Linked DNA regions of Mus musculus: regions 1, 2, 3 and 5 are each linked to region 4. Evidence: chromatin contacts called from public Hi-C, HiChIP or PLAC-seq and promoter capture Hi-C data. All regions are on one chromosome and are shown on one strand. Each heading gives the region's core, a stretch centred on a gene start, on an enhancer-like site or on the middle of the called end of the contact. The rest is flanking DNA. Distances are from core to core; before and after follow the strand shown.

Region 1 (2,700 bases), core at 191-2,690, 200 kb before region 4:
GGAAAAGAAGCCAAGGAGGCAGAGACACACCTGCTCCTGTGATAAGGTATTCCACAAAAGCACCAAGCTAACATTTACAACGTATATGCAGACGACCTGGTGCAGACTCCTGCAGACCCTGTGCTTACCACTTCAGTCTCTGTGAGCCATATATGCTCTGCATATTTGATTCAATAGTCTGTGGTCTGATGTCCTCCATTCCCTGACTCCTATAGTCTTGTGGATTGGGTCTTAAGCTACATTAGTCATTGTTTGCTCACTCTCACAAGCTCTTGCCCACCAACTTGCTCCAGCACATCTTGTAGGCAGGATGGACTGTAGGTCAAAGGCTTGCCTGCACTATTGGTATTCTGTTCAGAAAGTCATCTCCTGTGCCAGTGATTTCAAGACTGTTCCCCACTTTCTCTTCTATCAGGTTCAATGAGTCTGGTTTTATGTTGAGGTCTTTGATCCACTTGAACTTGAGTTATGTGCAGGTGATAAATATGAATCCATTTGCATTCTTCTATATACAGACTTTAGTTTGACCAACATCTTTTGTGAAGGATGCTTTTTTTTCCATTGTGTATTTCTGGCTTCTTTATATAAATTCAGGTATCCATATGTGTGTGGATATATGTCTGGATTTTCAGTTTGATTACATTGATTAATGTACATGTTTTTATGCCAATACCATGTGGGCGTTATTACTATAGCTTTGTAATACAACTTGAAATCAAGGATGGTGGTGATATCTTCAGCAGTTCTTTCATTGTTCAGGATTGTTTAGAAATCCTTGGTTTTTTGTTTATCTATATGAAGTTGAGGCTTGTACTTTCAAGGCCTGCAAAGAATTTTTCCTTTGTAAGTGTACCATGTGTGTGCAGGTGCCCACAGAGAGTATTGAACCCCATGGAGTGAAGTACCTGATGTGAGTAATGGAACTTGGGTCTTCTAGAGGAGCAGCAGGTCATCTAAATCTTTGCTGAGTCTTCTCTCCATCTCTTCCACTGTGCTTTATAGGGGATACATTGGGTATTCTCATTATACCATTTCTATTGGATTTCCTTTACTTTTCAAGTCTTAATATTCTTGCTGAATCAGTTGATGACTTCTGAACCCAATATTGTTAATTTCCTCATCTGTTTTGCTGACTCTTTCCTGTGTGTGTCTGGCTTCTCACTCAGCATCCTAGATTGGATCCATCTCCTTTGAAAATCCTCATTTATATAATTGATTATTTATATAAAACTTTAGGAATTTTTGTATGGATCCCTACCTATTTCATTATCTTTGGATTCAGTCCTTTCAGAGAGTCATGATGCTGCATTCTTCATCTTTCTTGCATGGCTCTTGAGATTTGTGGTTTGGTTGTTTCCCCTTTTCTCAGAAAGGGGATGGTTATTGAGTGACTTAGTTATGACGTTTCCATATCCATGACCACTAAATAAGGAAGAGATAAGCTGATGCTGTGTAGAAAGCAACAGCCTATGCATGATAAAGAAACACAACTAGAATGAACTATAGTGCATCAGTTGTCAGCTCTCTGCTGGCAGGTCCAGGCAAGAGGAGAGAACCCTGGTCCAGCCAAGTTTCTCCAGGTCTGAGCAGGATGGTGAGTGTCCATGGTTCAAAACAAACATACCCAGGCTGGGAGTCTTGTCAAAGCAGGAACTCGCTTGAATGTGGCAGGTCAAGGAGGTGGTGATAGAAGTATGGGCTGAGATGACATATGGGGTGGAGTGAGATGACGAAGGGTGTGGGGTGATCTCACAGGACCTATAAGAGAATGATACATCAGCAGTAGCTAGGCAGAGGCAATCTCAAAATTCAGGTTGGTAGGTTGTGCTGAGTCATTCTCAAAAATGAAGCCAGGCTTGGGTTTGTCCTCAAGGCCCAAACGAAGGCCAAATAGGGCCTAACAATCAGTGTATCACTAACTACTGTGGAAACAGAATGCAGAAAACTACTCTAGAGGAGGCTCAGAAGTTAAACACTATTTAAGGTAACTGTAGAAGTAGTAAGTGCACAAAATGAAGGAGCCAGGAAAGAGGAGTAAAAGGGCTAAATAAATGAACAGGGAATCAGAGGGAAAAGCAAAGCTGTAGAGGGGAAGGGAAAATTGAAGATTAGAAAAAAGTAAGAAAGGAAAGGCCAACTAAGATGAGCAAGAAGGTGGTGGAGAGATGAGAGAGAAAGAGAAGTGGGATGCTTCATGCACTGTGAAGAGAGGAGGACCTGGAGACACTACAGCAACACACCACAGAGGAACAGGCTGATGTGATAGGCTTATGCTGCCACCTGAGGCCATTGGTGATAGCTCTTCCATGCTGTCGCCAAGGGCTATGTCTGAGTCTATGGCCCTATTACAGCAGATGTCTATGTTGATGTCCACAGCCCATGTTACCACCACAAGCCATGGAGACATCCCGGGCTGGGTTGGCTATATTGATATCTGACAACTATGCTGAGCTGGTCCTGCCCCCTCACCAGACATGATAGTAAGGAGAGCTGGCTGGTCAGCTGGGCAGCAAGGGAAAGCTGACCCTAGTTCATGGGTGAGGATAGCTGGGAGGATGACAAACTCAGCTACCACCCAGGTCCAGATGCAGGGCTTTGAGCTGGCCTACTCCAGCATCTACACCACCCATGGGCTGTTGGAACTCGTAAAGGGACTGGTTCTGTAGATCGAAAGCTGCAAGACCAACATGTCACAGGGCA
Region 2 (2,700 bases), core at 49-2,548, 240 kb after region 4:
AACCTGAAGAGACCACGTCCAGTAGATAAACATAGCACCCAGTTGAATTATGGGGCCATCTACCCATCTCAAAATTTTTAACCCAGTATTGTTCCTGTCTAAAGGAAATTCAGAGACAAAAATGGAGCAGAGACTGAAGGAAAGGACATCTACAGACTGCCCCACCATCCCCAGACAACAAACCCCAACAATATTGCTGATGCCATGATGTGCTTGCAGACAGGTGTCCTCTGAGAGGCTCTGCCAGCGTATGACTAAGACAGATGCAGATATGCACAGCCAGCCATTGGACTGAGCCTGGGAATCCCAGTGGAAGAGTTACAGGAAGGACTGAAGGAGCTGGAGGGGATTGCAACCCCATAGAAAGAACAACAAAATCAACCCCGCCCCCGGTTCCCTCAGGGCTCCCAGGGACTAAACCATGAACCAAAGAGTATACATGAGTTGGTTCATGATTCCTGCTAACATACGTAGTAGAGGACTGCCTTTTCTGGCATCAATGGGGAGGGGGCGGGGAGGTGCTTAGTCCTGTGGAAGCTTGACGCCCCAGAGAAGGGGGGCGCTAGAGGGGTGAGGCATGAGTAGATGGGTGTGTGTGGAAGCACCCTTTTAGAGGCAAAGGGGAGGGCATGAGGTGGGAGATTCGTGGAGGGGAGACCAGGAAGGGGGACAACATTTGAAATGTAAACAAATAAAATAATTATTAAAGAGATCTGATTTTTCCTTCGTGATCTGGCAGAGCACTAACTGTGTGGGTGGGAGATAAACTGGTGATTTCTAATTCCCTCCCACTCAAAGCCCCAGAGTATTTCCAGTCTTATTATTCTATGATGCATACGTCTCACTCAAGATGTACCAACTACTACAGGAGAGAAAGCAAGGAGAAAGAAAGCTGTTTGCAGAAGCTTGGCTGTACTTTAGGGTCTCATCTGTATGGAGATTACTATAATACCAAGGCAACTCTGTTTTGACAAAGCCCAGACTAACCTTGGTGTTCAAATGACAACTGCCAATACGGTCTGCGGCCACATCAAAACAGACACCAAAGTGCACATCGAGAAAGCCTGAGGATCCACACCCACTCACTGATAACATCACCTTGCCTTATGTCTGCAGGGCAGAAGCATTTGGCTAACCAGGAAGAACAGTGCAGAACTGAGCCTTATGATCAAAGCAAGCTGCAATTCCCCGAAGGAATCAGAATATTTATCAATATGCATGTTTTTAGAATGAGGACATCCTGGGATCATGTATTTATAACCCCAAGATACTGCTGACTGGCACCCTAGCCTAGGCCACACCCTCTGAGCTCCACAAGAATGCAGGGAAATAAGTCAGGCGTTGCCAGCTCAGTTGTTTATGCCTTTAAGGTTGAAAACCTTGAAATTCCTCAGATTTCTTCCAAATCAAGAAAGATATTTAGATCTCTAAACCTTTTCAGTTCACTTTAATGTTTGGAATGTCTCAGTGCCCATCCAGGTTTTCAATTAAGACCATGCACTGAGGAATTCTTTGGCATCTGTCACTAAGGGACTAAAGTGAAAACTGATAAAATATACTTTATAAAAAATAGAGCACATTTTAATTAACTTCCAGTGAGATATTAAAGACAGCCTAAACCACAAAACATCAGTTTCTAAAACATCACTCATTTTTTTTTTATTTTTGCCAGACACGGTTAACTCCACTGGCACTAAATGTAGATTTTAAGCATATTGCTGTTTTGCAAAAGGGATGGGTTCATAAACAGGAAGAAAGAAGACTGTGAAAAAAAAGAAATGACTCTCAGAAGGCACAAGGCAGTGTGACTTAGAAGCTCATAATTGCTTTAAATTAACTGATCACAACTAAAATAGAAACATGCTACACTATGGAGTATCTTAAAAATCTAGGTCAAGGCCATACTCTGTTTCCATAAATAGTCAGTGGAGATCCAGTGGCTATTTCAAGGAGGGCAATTAGTCTGTAACACTTCTGTCTCTGCTTCAGCGATGTCTTCGTCTTTACCCTTGCACAATATGTCAATGTACCAACAACTAAGAACCCAACACTACAAATGACTCTCCTGGTGTTGGGAGAAAAATCTGCCTTCATGTTATCATTCATTCCATTAATTTTTCCTTAGATTTTTATTTAATTTCAATATCAATATTGTTTAGACATTAATATACTAAATTCTTTCCATGCTATAAAAGAGGAGATTGTACAATGAAGATATTTTGCTTATGCTGAAATCTCGCCCAGGAAATGTCTTACTCATGTGACAAAGCAATTCTTCACATAAAAAAGTGGCTCAATGAAATGAGAAAGAGCCATAGTGGGTAAATTTAATGCTTATATATAGCAAATTGGCAAAAAAAAATGAGATTTACAAAAGTTTTGGCAGAAGAAAATTGACTTAATCTGCACACTACCTCAGTTTCTTTTCTTTTTCTTTTTTAAGATCTCAGCCTTCTAATACACTTTTATGTTTATCACTTTATGATTTTTAAAAAAAAATATTGGTCATTTTGTTTATTTACATTTCAAATGTTATTCCCCTTAAGCCCCCTATCCCATCCCTATACCCCTTCCTTCTAAGAGGGTGATTCCCCCACCCACCCATCCACTCCTCCCTCAGCACCCCTGCCAGAGCCTGAGAGTCTCTAACTCTGTTTCTTAAATCCAACTTGAATTATAACCTTAGCCAAATATATAAGT
Region 3 (2,700 bases), core at 87-2,586, 180 kb after region 4:
GAAGTATGATACTTTCTTCATATGCTAAACAGTAAAATGCTGTTTTGTTTTTTATTGAGACATGGATGCTTTTATAACTCAATAACTCTCCCATAAAATTAGCGGTTACAGATGTGGTTATAGTCACCCAGATAAACGCCTTTCTACACACCTGTACCACATGAGACTACTAACTCTCCAGAAGTGAAAAGAACAGAAACCAGTCCTCACAATGCAAATGAATAGCAGTTTGTCTTAATTTGAGATTTCTGGGTTACTGGAGCATGTTTTTCCAGGAATAAAACTCTATAACATATAAAATCAAGGACTCCTGGATAATGTTTTAAAATGGACGTCAATAAAGACTGTTGGATTTTGTTTGTCTGCCAAGAAGACAGTGTGACACAGTGGAAAGAGAGTTAAACATGGGTTCTGAAGTCCTGACTGCTTGGTCTGTGTCAGGCAGGTACTTTCCATGTACTTACACACACTAGCTGGGCTCTTTTACACACAACAGGCTCATGGAAATAGTGTTCTTTCTTTGTAGAATTATTGTAAAGTCAATGCAATCAGCCACGTTGTGATTCCTAGTTGAATTCTATTGTCTCCCAGCTTGAGTCTGAGGATGCATTACACGTTTAGGGACACATCCGGACAGACCCGCTGGAAGCGTGCTGGCAAAGGTACTGGGACGTCCACAGTGTTCTCTTTGAAATAGAAAGCAGCTTGGAAAGCTGAAGTAGCCATCACTCCATGGCTCCTGGAGGGATGAGAGAAGCTGCCATCTCTCCCTGGAAGTTGTCTGCTAGGTTCCATCATCTGGAACATGTGTGCAAAGTATCACGACAGAAAGTGGAGCACTGCTTTTCTGATGGTCCTCAAACTTGTGTTTCACACGGGCAATGTTAGTACATGAAGACTTCACTCCTCCTGTTGTTGCGAAAGTTGAATGACTCCTGTGGACATCAAGGGACCCAGCAGGTTCTGGGTAGGAAGTTGACATATTAGCATGCTGTGGGCATTCTGGGGAGTAGGGATTCCAGAGTAGTCAGCAGGAACTGAAAGATACCGGATCTTATGTGACTGAAAGTGGGAAGACCACGTTGATCATTGCCATTGCGTGATGACACCTGTGTCTGTGTGCCGGTGATGCATAGAAAACACAAAAGCACTTGCCTATGTCATATGACCAGTCAATTTACGTTTACTCAAGAAAGTCATTTTTTTACTCTTGAGAACTAAAAACTTCTGTGAAATAGGATGTGAAATTCAAATGATGTTGCCACATGGGCCCTTTTTCCTTTTCTCAAACATAAAAAGGGATGTGAAAAACTTCTCTGAAACACATGCTCAACATACCATGAGGGTTTTTTAAAACAGTAGAAATACTTCCTCTCCTCACTGAGTCTCTGAGCCTGACACAGGCCTGCCATGATATATAAGTGCAATATTAACTTTTAAAATTGACGCACAGGCATGTCTCCAAGACTCTTAGAGGCAGATTTGAAAAATAATTTCCAACTGTTTCTTTCTGGTTTTGTTTTCTTCTTCTGTGACAGTGTAGTATGAGTCCCTTGAGTTCAACCATCCCTGCTCCTCCCACTTACCTAGTTATGAGACTGCACTGTTTTACTTATCTGTAACATGTTACAGGATGAAGTTAGATAACCTGTAAGTAAGTGCCACCAAGCAAAACACCTCTGGCATTATCAGGAGATTGATAGCTTTCCAGCCTCTGGGTCCCATGCCTCAACACCTTTCAAATACACCTTTCTATTCCCGGTATCCAAAGTCAGGATGGCAAGCCAATTAAGGAACCCCTTTTTGGTCTTCCCTCTGCTCTAGCAAGTTATTCTAGGGCCTGTTTTCTTGCCTATAAAAGGGGGGTTATGGTACCTCTTAAAGTTATTTTCATGGAAGTTAAATGGTTTAAGTACAAGAATGCTCAAAAGAGTAACTGCTTTGCACTGAAAGTGTAAGCACTTAATCACGATTCTCTACGTGGGAACGTCTTCTCAGTCCTGGATCTGCAGGACACAGGAACAGTACCTGGGACACGTAAGTACAAAGCAAATATTTGTAAGGAATGATTAAGTGCAGAAGCATGCTGTTTCCCTTTGCTTGACCTAAATGATCCCTTTAGAGACTGTGGGACCTGTGTGGGTGTACACAGGACAAGTGTTTAGAAACTACTCTCAATGGAAATCAAGAAACTTCCCCTGGCTTCTCGTAACCCACACTGTATTTTCCATGACCCATTATCACATGCTTTCACAGTGAATATAACCTGCCCCATCTTGTACCAGGTACAGATCTTAACTAGATTCTTGAACGCTTGTGTGCATGCCAGCACGCCTCTGTGCTGCCTCTGTCCAGGCTGCTGGGAGTGTAGTGTCACTCCTATAGCCCTGCATCAGGATGCAACAAATAGGTCTCTGGAGTGCCTCATTTTCCACAGATCTTGTGAGTAGATAACTGTATCAGAATGATTTGTCTTTTATAGACACCGTTCAATATTTTCCTTTCCCCTAACAATATTTTAAGTGGCAGAGTTAAGTTAAGTGCTACTAGAGTGTGATACATGTCCTGATGACACTCTTGGTGACCTGGAAGTCATTCTAACAGTTTTCAGTGCACAATTGTACATAATGCATTGGGTAGCTCAGGCTCAGTGTGATTATCCTACTGTGAAATCAAAAGTGGCCTCAACATATTCTCTCT
Region 4 (2,700 bases), core at 160-2,659:
TTGTTGTTTTTGTTTTCTTTTTTTGGTTCACTTGGTGATAGCTGTCATGTTTCAAGCAAAACACACACTACTGATTGCCTGAAAGTGTTCCTAAAATAATTTATTTTTTTAAAAAAATAACAAATGGTGAGATGTGGAAACTCCAAGGTAATTATGAATGAATGCATCAATACAGACAACTCCTAAATGGAACCCTGTCTCAATCATGAATCTCTTTTCTGAGGGGGGAAAAAAAATCTCCCATCTCATACAAATAGCCCATGGAAATAAAGACCAAAGCCTGTAATCTCTGTCAGAATTGGCAAAAAAAAAAAAAAAAAAAAAAAAAAAAAAAAAAAAAAAGCAAGGGGAAATGAACTACAGGTAGAGAGTAGAAATAACTTAGAAGTCAGTCTAGTTCTTTTTCCTCTTCTTAATGATTTAAAATTTTACAGACCCAAAAGCACTCCAAAAGGAGGAAGAAAACTGCACCAAAGAGTGGCTAAGAATGCCACCAAGCTGCCAGGGCACCTGTCCACTGCACACTCCAACCTGCTATCAATTCTGCGCCTACACCGAGCCCTGCAGAACTGCTGCCTAGGAAGTAAATGAGAGAGCAAAACAGAAAGCTAGGCGCTAAGAACAGAAAGACATTCCTTCAAAGGCACAGGTCCCCTCCTTCAAGACAACACGTGTTTAGCTCTGCCCAACATCTCACCTCAGTGAGCTGTCTACTTATCCTCCGTGTCCCCTAAAGCTCACGGCAGCGGAGATCTAGAGTGGAGGATTTCCAGGCAAGCTTAACTAACTAAGCTAGAGCGGCACTAGGTAGGTCAGAGCTGTCAACGAACCAGCCAGGGAAGGTCGCTGAGCAGTAAAGGTGCAGGTGCCTGAAAGCAGGATTTTTTTTTTTTTAACGCATTGGTTGAGACTCAGCTCCTGGATGGCGGCACGCGTGGGGACCTCCCGCACCCTCGGAGCGCGCCTGCCCGCCGTCACTCACGTTTTCTGCACCGGCTTGCGCCGCTTGCGGCTGGCATAGGTGATGTTGGCGCCGCTGCTCATGGTGCCCGCGCCCTGCCCGCTCCACCTGCGTCCCGGAGGCGGCGCCCTGCCCGCGCTGCGCCCAGGTGAGCCGCCGCCGAGGGCGGGACGACCGCGACGCGCAGGTGCGGGCGACAGAGGAGACTCGGGCTGCCCGAGCTGGCCGCGGAGGAGAAACCCGCACGCTAGCCGCGCCCGGTCCCGAGGGTCAGGAGGGGCCGCAGTGCTCTAGGGCTTCCCGGCTCCCGCGCTGTGCCGCGGCGTCGCTCACAACCCTGCCTGGCAGCCACCCCCGAGTCCGTCCACCAGTTCGTCCTCCGGGTCGCTCCGGGCTGAGCCTCTCCGGGACACGCGTGGGGCACCGAGCGTCAAAGGGAGCGCACACACACGCTGCCGCCCGCCGCGAGCCCGCTCCTCCGCAGCCGCGACCCCGCGCAGCTCCGCCCCGGGCTCCAGCCCCGCCCCACCTGCTCGGCCCCGCCCCTCACGGTTCCCAGGAGGGCCCCACCCTCTTCGCAGCACGTGATGACGCAGGACGTAGTGACTCCCAACACTTCTTGCAGTCCGAGGTTCTGGGGGTGGGGTGGTGTTCGCCCAGTACCTGTTTTCCAGCCTCAAAAGGGGTGTGAGGCCACATTATGCCTAGGCAAATTCCTTGTAACCCAGACATCAAGATTTACCAGGCAAAGAGCTTAGCTCATCCTAGAGTTGAGTCATCTAATTTTTGACAAAGATTTTACATTGAGCTGGTAGATAAATAACTGCGACTGGAGAGCATTCTAAGGGGAAAACTTCAAAAATGCCCTGCAAAGTTAGTTGTCTTGAAGGCTACGAGTTTTATAATCCTTTTCCCTCCCACATTTATTTTATGTCTACAGAAGACAATAAAACATCGTTTCCTCCATCAGACTTCAGGAAGATGAGAAGGAAAGAAGCACAGGAGTGCTGAGAGCATGAGAAATTGGAGGGTAGGTACTGAGACTATGACCAGAGACCTGAGTTTCTGTTAGTAGTACGGTAGAGCTGATGGGAGGAAAAAGAAAAAAAAAAAAAAAGATAATCTAGGAACAAATCATAAAGATTTAATGAAGAAATTGGGTCTCATTCTGCAGACAACAGAGAGCTTTTAAAGGCGTAATTTGGAAGATGATGTTCCATCTTTCTTGGGAAAGTCACTGTGGGAAAAGGTGGAAATTCTGTTACTCAGGAACAAAACAGATGGAAGAGAGAATCGCTGGGAAATTGATGAAATCGACCAGCTGCAAGACCAATGGCACAGCCATGGGGATGAGAGAAAAGAGACAGCAGAGATGATAAAGGAAGAGGGAAGGTCGCTGTTAACCACCAAAGAATAGAGGCAGAGAAGTGAATTTTGGGAGTCAGGTAGGTGATGCTGGACATGAAGAGATAGAGATGAAGTCTGATGTGTTTTATAGATTTGAGAAAGAGATCAGAAGAGAGGATACACAACAGCAAGGAAAAGGATAGCGAGAAAACTAAGAACAACAAATGGTGCCCAGGCTGTGGAGGAAGAAGAACCCGCATCACTGTGGGTGGTTGTAAACTGGTCCAGCCACTGTGGAACTCTGTATAGAGTTTCTCAACAAATTAAAAACAGATCCACAAGATGACCTGCTATTCTCCTGCGCACATACCTGATAGCCCTTCATTCAAAAC
Region 5 (2,700 bases), core at 112-2,611, 240 kb before region 4:
AAGATAGTCCAAACCTCATCTTGATAAGAGTCACAATTCATAGAGCTGTGTGTATCATGAAGTAGGGAGGGAGAAAAAAAAGATTAAACATACAAAGAAGATCTGTAGAAATGTAATCTGGCATATCTTCAGCATCTACTAGATTTTTTCCTGGATGATAAACAGCTCAGCTAGCTTGAATTAAACTGACAGTTTAATTCAGAGAAGTAGACAATGCTTCAATTAAAGACAGGGAGACAGTTAGCCTGAATGTCCACTTTCCCACATTTTCTACTTGATCAGTTTCTTGTCATTGAAAGAAGTGTGGCTGGTATGTCCATTTAGTACATTTAGTACATTTCCATGCAAAGAGCTCTGGTGGACAAAGCTGGTCATGCTGCTGTCATGTGACTGGGTAGGTGGCTGTAAGGATTCGAACAAAGAGTGGATGTTTACAGCTGGGTTTGGAGAATGTCCAACAAACAGTCTTTGTGTTCACATAGCTTTGTTATGTTTCCTTTCTTGGTTCCTTCCGAACAAGCCATATAAAAATGAAAGGACAAAGAATTGTATATGTATGTGTGTGTACATGTGTGTGTTTGTACACATGTCTATGCTACGTATGTGCCTACATGTGTATGTGTGGATGACAGAGGTTGGCATCAAAATGTCAAGCTCAGTTGTTCTCTACCTTATTGTCTGAGGCAGGGTCTCTTCACAGACTGGCTAGTCTGGCTGGCCAGCGAATCTTGAGACTTTTCCAGCTTCCCCTCCCTAGGCTAGGGTGGCAAGTGTCTCAGCACACCAAGCTGTTTCACCTGGCTGATGGAGATCTGTACAAGGTTTTTACTACCACGCTGTCTTCAGGCCCAAGACAAATTTTAAGATAAAATGTCTGGTAGGGTTGCTATTGATAGATTAACTGTAAAGGATGTTTTTAAGTATGTGGGAAGTGTGACCCATTTCTGAGAATATGCAGAAATATTTATCTGGTGGAGCATGGAGGTTTTTTGAAAATTTCACATTAAGTCACTTGAAAACTTTTTATTGTATTTTTTTCCAGTAATTCTCTTTGTTCCCTTTCTCCTTCCCTACCCCCTGTTTCCTTTTTCCTAATTTTTCCTTCCTTACTCCTTCCCTTTCCCACCTTTTCCCTTTTCATTAACTAATTAATTTATTCATTTTAATACTCTAATCATAGACCACTGCCCTCTTCCTGGTCCTCTCTCACAGCCCCTCCCCTCACCCCACTTATCCCCTTCTTTTTTTTCTTTTCCTTCTCCCCTCCTGCTTTAGAAATGATTTAACAAGGTGATGCATCTTTTCTTTGTGGTAAACAGCTCAGAGTATGTGGACAGAATACTTGGAAGGAAAGACACTAATGACATGGCATATTTGGGGCTTGCTGAACTTGTAAGCATGTTTGGCTTTCAGTGTGTGCCCGATCATTTTGCAATAGTCAAATGGCATTTTTGGCTTGGTTACTTTTTCAGTCTGAGTGCTTGTGGGTTTTTTTTTCCCCTAAGCTTTTTGTTGTTTTGTTTGTTCCTGTAGCTATGGCCAGAGTTACTCACCACTCAGTAGAATAACCTCCCCCATATTTTAAAGGAACCACAGCACTCCAAACCAATTAAGGAACAGAAAACCCAGTGAAGCACAACTGCTCCCAGGCTTGGCTCTGTTTATCTCTCATGACCTTGCTCTAATTTGCTCTAAGGGAACATAGCATACCCAAGTTAGCCTGACTTTCCCTCTCCCTACAACATGAAAGTATCATGCAGTGTCCCTAGTTAGAAAAAAAAAGTCTCATTGTCCAGTAATATAAAGAAAAATTAGGCTGGGCAGTGGTGGCACATGCCTTTAATCCCGGCACTTGGGAGGCAGAGGCAGGAGGATTTCTGAGTTTGAGGCCAGCCTGGTCTACAGAATGAGTTCCAGGACAAAGAAACCCTGTCTCAAAAAACCAAAAATACCAAACCAAACCAAAATAAAACAAAATCAAAAAATCAAAAAGAAAAAAAAAGAAAAATTAGAAGGTTGAAAGTAATACAGAAATGCTTATTGCTTGATTTTGTCTCTCCTGGCACATGGTGGGGGGACATCCTTTGTGTTCATCACTATATTAAATGCTTTATCATATGGCCAGCTAACATAATAATGAAATAAACCATTACTCTTACTGATCCTTCTTAGCTTTAGTTTTATTCTTTTATGTTTATAACTATCTAAACAGTCCTATAACCTCTAAGAAAATAGAAGCAGTCATTAAAAGGCTGAAAAAAACAACAAAACAAAACAAAACAACAAAAAACCCAGGGCCAGATGATTTTAGGGTTTTAGTGTAGAAGTCTATCAGACCTTCAAAGAAGACCTAATACCAATACACCTCAAACTATTCCACAAAATAGAAACAGAAGGAACACTAACTAATTATTTTTATGAAGCCACTGTTATTCTGATATCTAAACCCAACAAAGAAAGAGAACTTCAGAACAATTTCAGTTATGAACATCAATGAAATAATACTCAAAAGATTTCTCACAAACTGAATCACAGAACACATCAAAATGATCACTTACCATGATCAAGGAGGCTTCATCCGAGGGATACAGGCTAGTTCAATATACAGAAATCCATCAATGTAATCCTATATATATATTTTTTTAAAGAAAAAATCACATGATCATCACAATATTTGCTGAAAAAGCATTTGGCAAAATA

The links. Promoter capture Hi-C pulls out the DNA fragments that hold promoters and counts their contacts. Hi-C and Micro-C count contacts between places; a contact is called where the count stands out from the background. HiChIP or PLAC-seq counts read pairs in DNA pulled down with a chosen protein or histone mark.
Region 1: an H3K4me3 HiChIP or PLAC-seq map of the 230-238 cell line shows a contact between it and region 4, with 2.9 times the contacts expected there. The contact joins the enhancer-like site here to the promoter of Ahr in region 4. A contact is called at or near these places in 3 of 39 promoter capture datasets (the 3T3-L1 cell line, embryonic stem cells and macrophages), 1 of 484 Hi-C or Micro-C datasets (olfactory sensory neurons), 1 of 115 datasets of contacts at active chromatin or transcription factors (the 230-238 cell line) and 1 of 9 other capture datasets (adipose tissue).
Region 2: a contact with region 4 is called in a Hi-C map of the MNK3 cell line, with 3 times the contacts expected there. The contact joins the enhancer-like site here to the promoter of Ahr in region 4. A contact is called at or near these places in 3 of 39 promoter capture datasets (the 3T3-L1 cell line, hippocampal neurons and pre-B cells), 1 of 15 datasets of contacts at CTCF or cohesin (the NIH/3T3 cell line), 3 of 484 Hi-C or Micro-C datasets (the MNK3 cell line, Sertoli cells and cerebral cortex), 3 of 115 datasets of contacts at active chromatin or transcription factors (embryonic stem cells and memory CD8 T cells) and 3 of 9 other capture datasets (adipose tissue, liver and macrophages).
Region 3: a contact with region 4 is called in a Hi-C map of B cells, with 4 times the contacts expected there. The contact joins the enhancer-like site here to the promoter of Ahr in region 4. A contact is called at or near these places in 8 of 39 promoter capture datasets (the 3T3-L1 cell line, the HPC-7 cell line, embryonic stem cells and 3 more), 2 of 15 datasets of contacts at CTCF or cohesin (large pre-B cells and pro-B cells), 8 of 484 Hi-C or Micro-C datasets (B cells, double positive thymocytes, macrophages and 2 more), 5 of 115 datasets of contacts at active chromatin or transcription factors (the 230-238 cell line, bone marrow-derived macrophages, effector CD8 T cells and 2 more) and 4 of 9 other capture datasets (adipose tissue, liver, macrophages and 1 more).
Region 5: a contact with region 4 is called in a promoter capture Hi-C map of liver, with 5 times the contacts expected there. The contact joins the enhancer-like site here to the promoter of Ahr in region 4. A contact is called at or near these places in 6 of 39 promoter capture datasets (the 3T3-L1 cell line, hippocampal neurons, liver and 2 more), 2 of 15 datasets of contacts at CTCF or cohesin (the NIH/3T3 cell line and pro-B cells), 28 of 484 Hi-C or Micro-C datasets (the 3T3-L1 cell line, 3T3-L1-derived adipocytes, the 63-12 cell line and 20 more), 7 of 115 datasets of contacts at active chromatin or transcription factors (the 230-238 cell line, bone marrow-derived dendritic cells, a colorectal cancer cell line and 4 more) and 4 of 9 other capture datasets (adipose tissue, bone marrow-derived macrophages, liver and 1 more).

Annotation. Positions count from the first base shown.
Region 1 is chr12:35,336,996-35,339,695 of GRCm38.p6, forward strand. No RefSeq gene overlaps it. Among named protein-coding and RNA genes, the nearest start is that of Gm26071, 100 kb to the right of the region's middle. Within about 2 kb of position 1,441, at least 32 of the 459 cell types and tissues checked have an H3K27ac peak or open chromatin away from gene starts, as enhancers often do. A contact at or near this core is called in the 230-238 cell line, where this site is marked.
Region 2 is chr12:35,769,528-35,772,227 of GRCm38.p6, forward strand. No RefSeq gene overlaps it. Among named protein-coding and RNA genes, the nearest start is that of Gm40388, 24 kb to the left of the region's middle. Within about 2 kb of position 1,299, at least 41 of the 459 cell types and tissues checked have an H3K27ac peak or open chromatin away from gene starts, as enhancers often do. A contact at or near this core is called in the MNK3 cell line, Sertoli cells and adipose tissue, where this site is marked.
Region 3 is chr12:35,710,660-35,713,359 of GRCm38.p6, forward strand. No RefSeq gene overlaps it. Among named protein-coding and RNA genes, the nearest start is that of 9130015A21Rik, 17 kb to the left of the region's middle. Within about 2 kb of position 1,337, at least 78 of the 459 cell types and tissues checked have an H3K27ac peak or open chromatin away from gene starts, as enhancers often do. A contact at or near this core is called in the 230-238 cell line, B cells, bone marrow-derived macrophages and 2 more, where this site is marked.
Region 4 is chr12:35,533,580-35,536,279 of GRCm38.p6, forward strand. It overlaps Ahr (aryl-hydrocarbon receptor), which reads right to left and starts at 1,410. Exons shown (of 11, transcript NM_013464.4): 1 at 983-1,410. The coding sequence starts at 1,044.
Region 5 is chr12:35,293,385-35,296,084 of GRCm38.p6, forward strand. No RefSeq gene overlaps it. Among named protein-coding and RNA genes, the nearest start is that of Mir680-3, 100 kb to the left of the region's middle. Within about 2 kb of position 1,362, at least 87 of the 459 cell types and tissues checked have an H3K27ac peak or open chromatin away from gene starts, as enhancers often do. A contact at or near this core is called in the 230-238 cell line, the 63-12 cell line, the C3H10T1/2 cell line and 12 more, where this site is marked.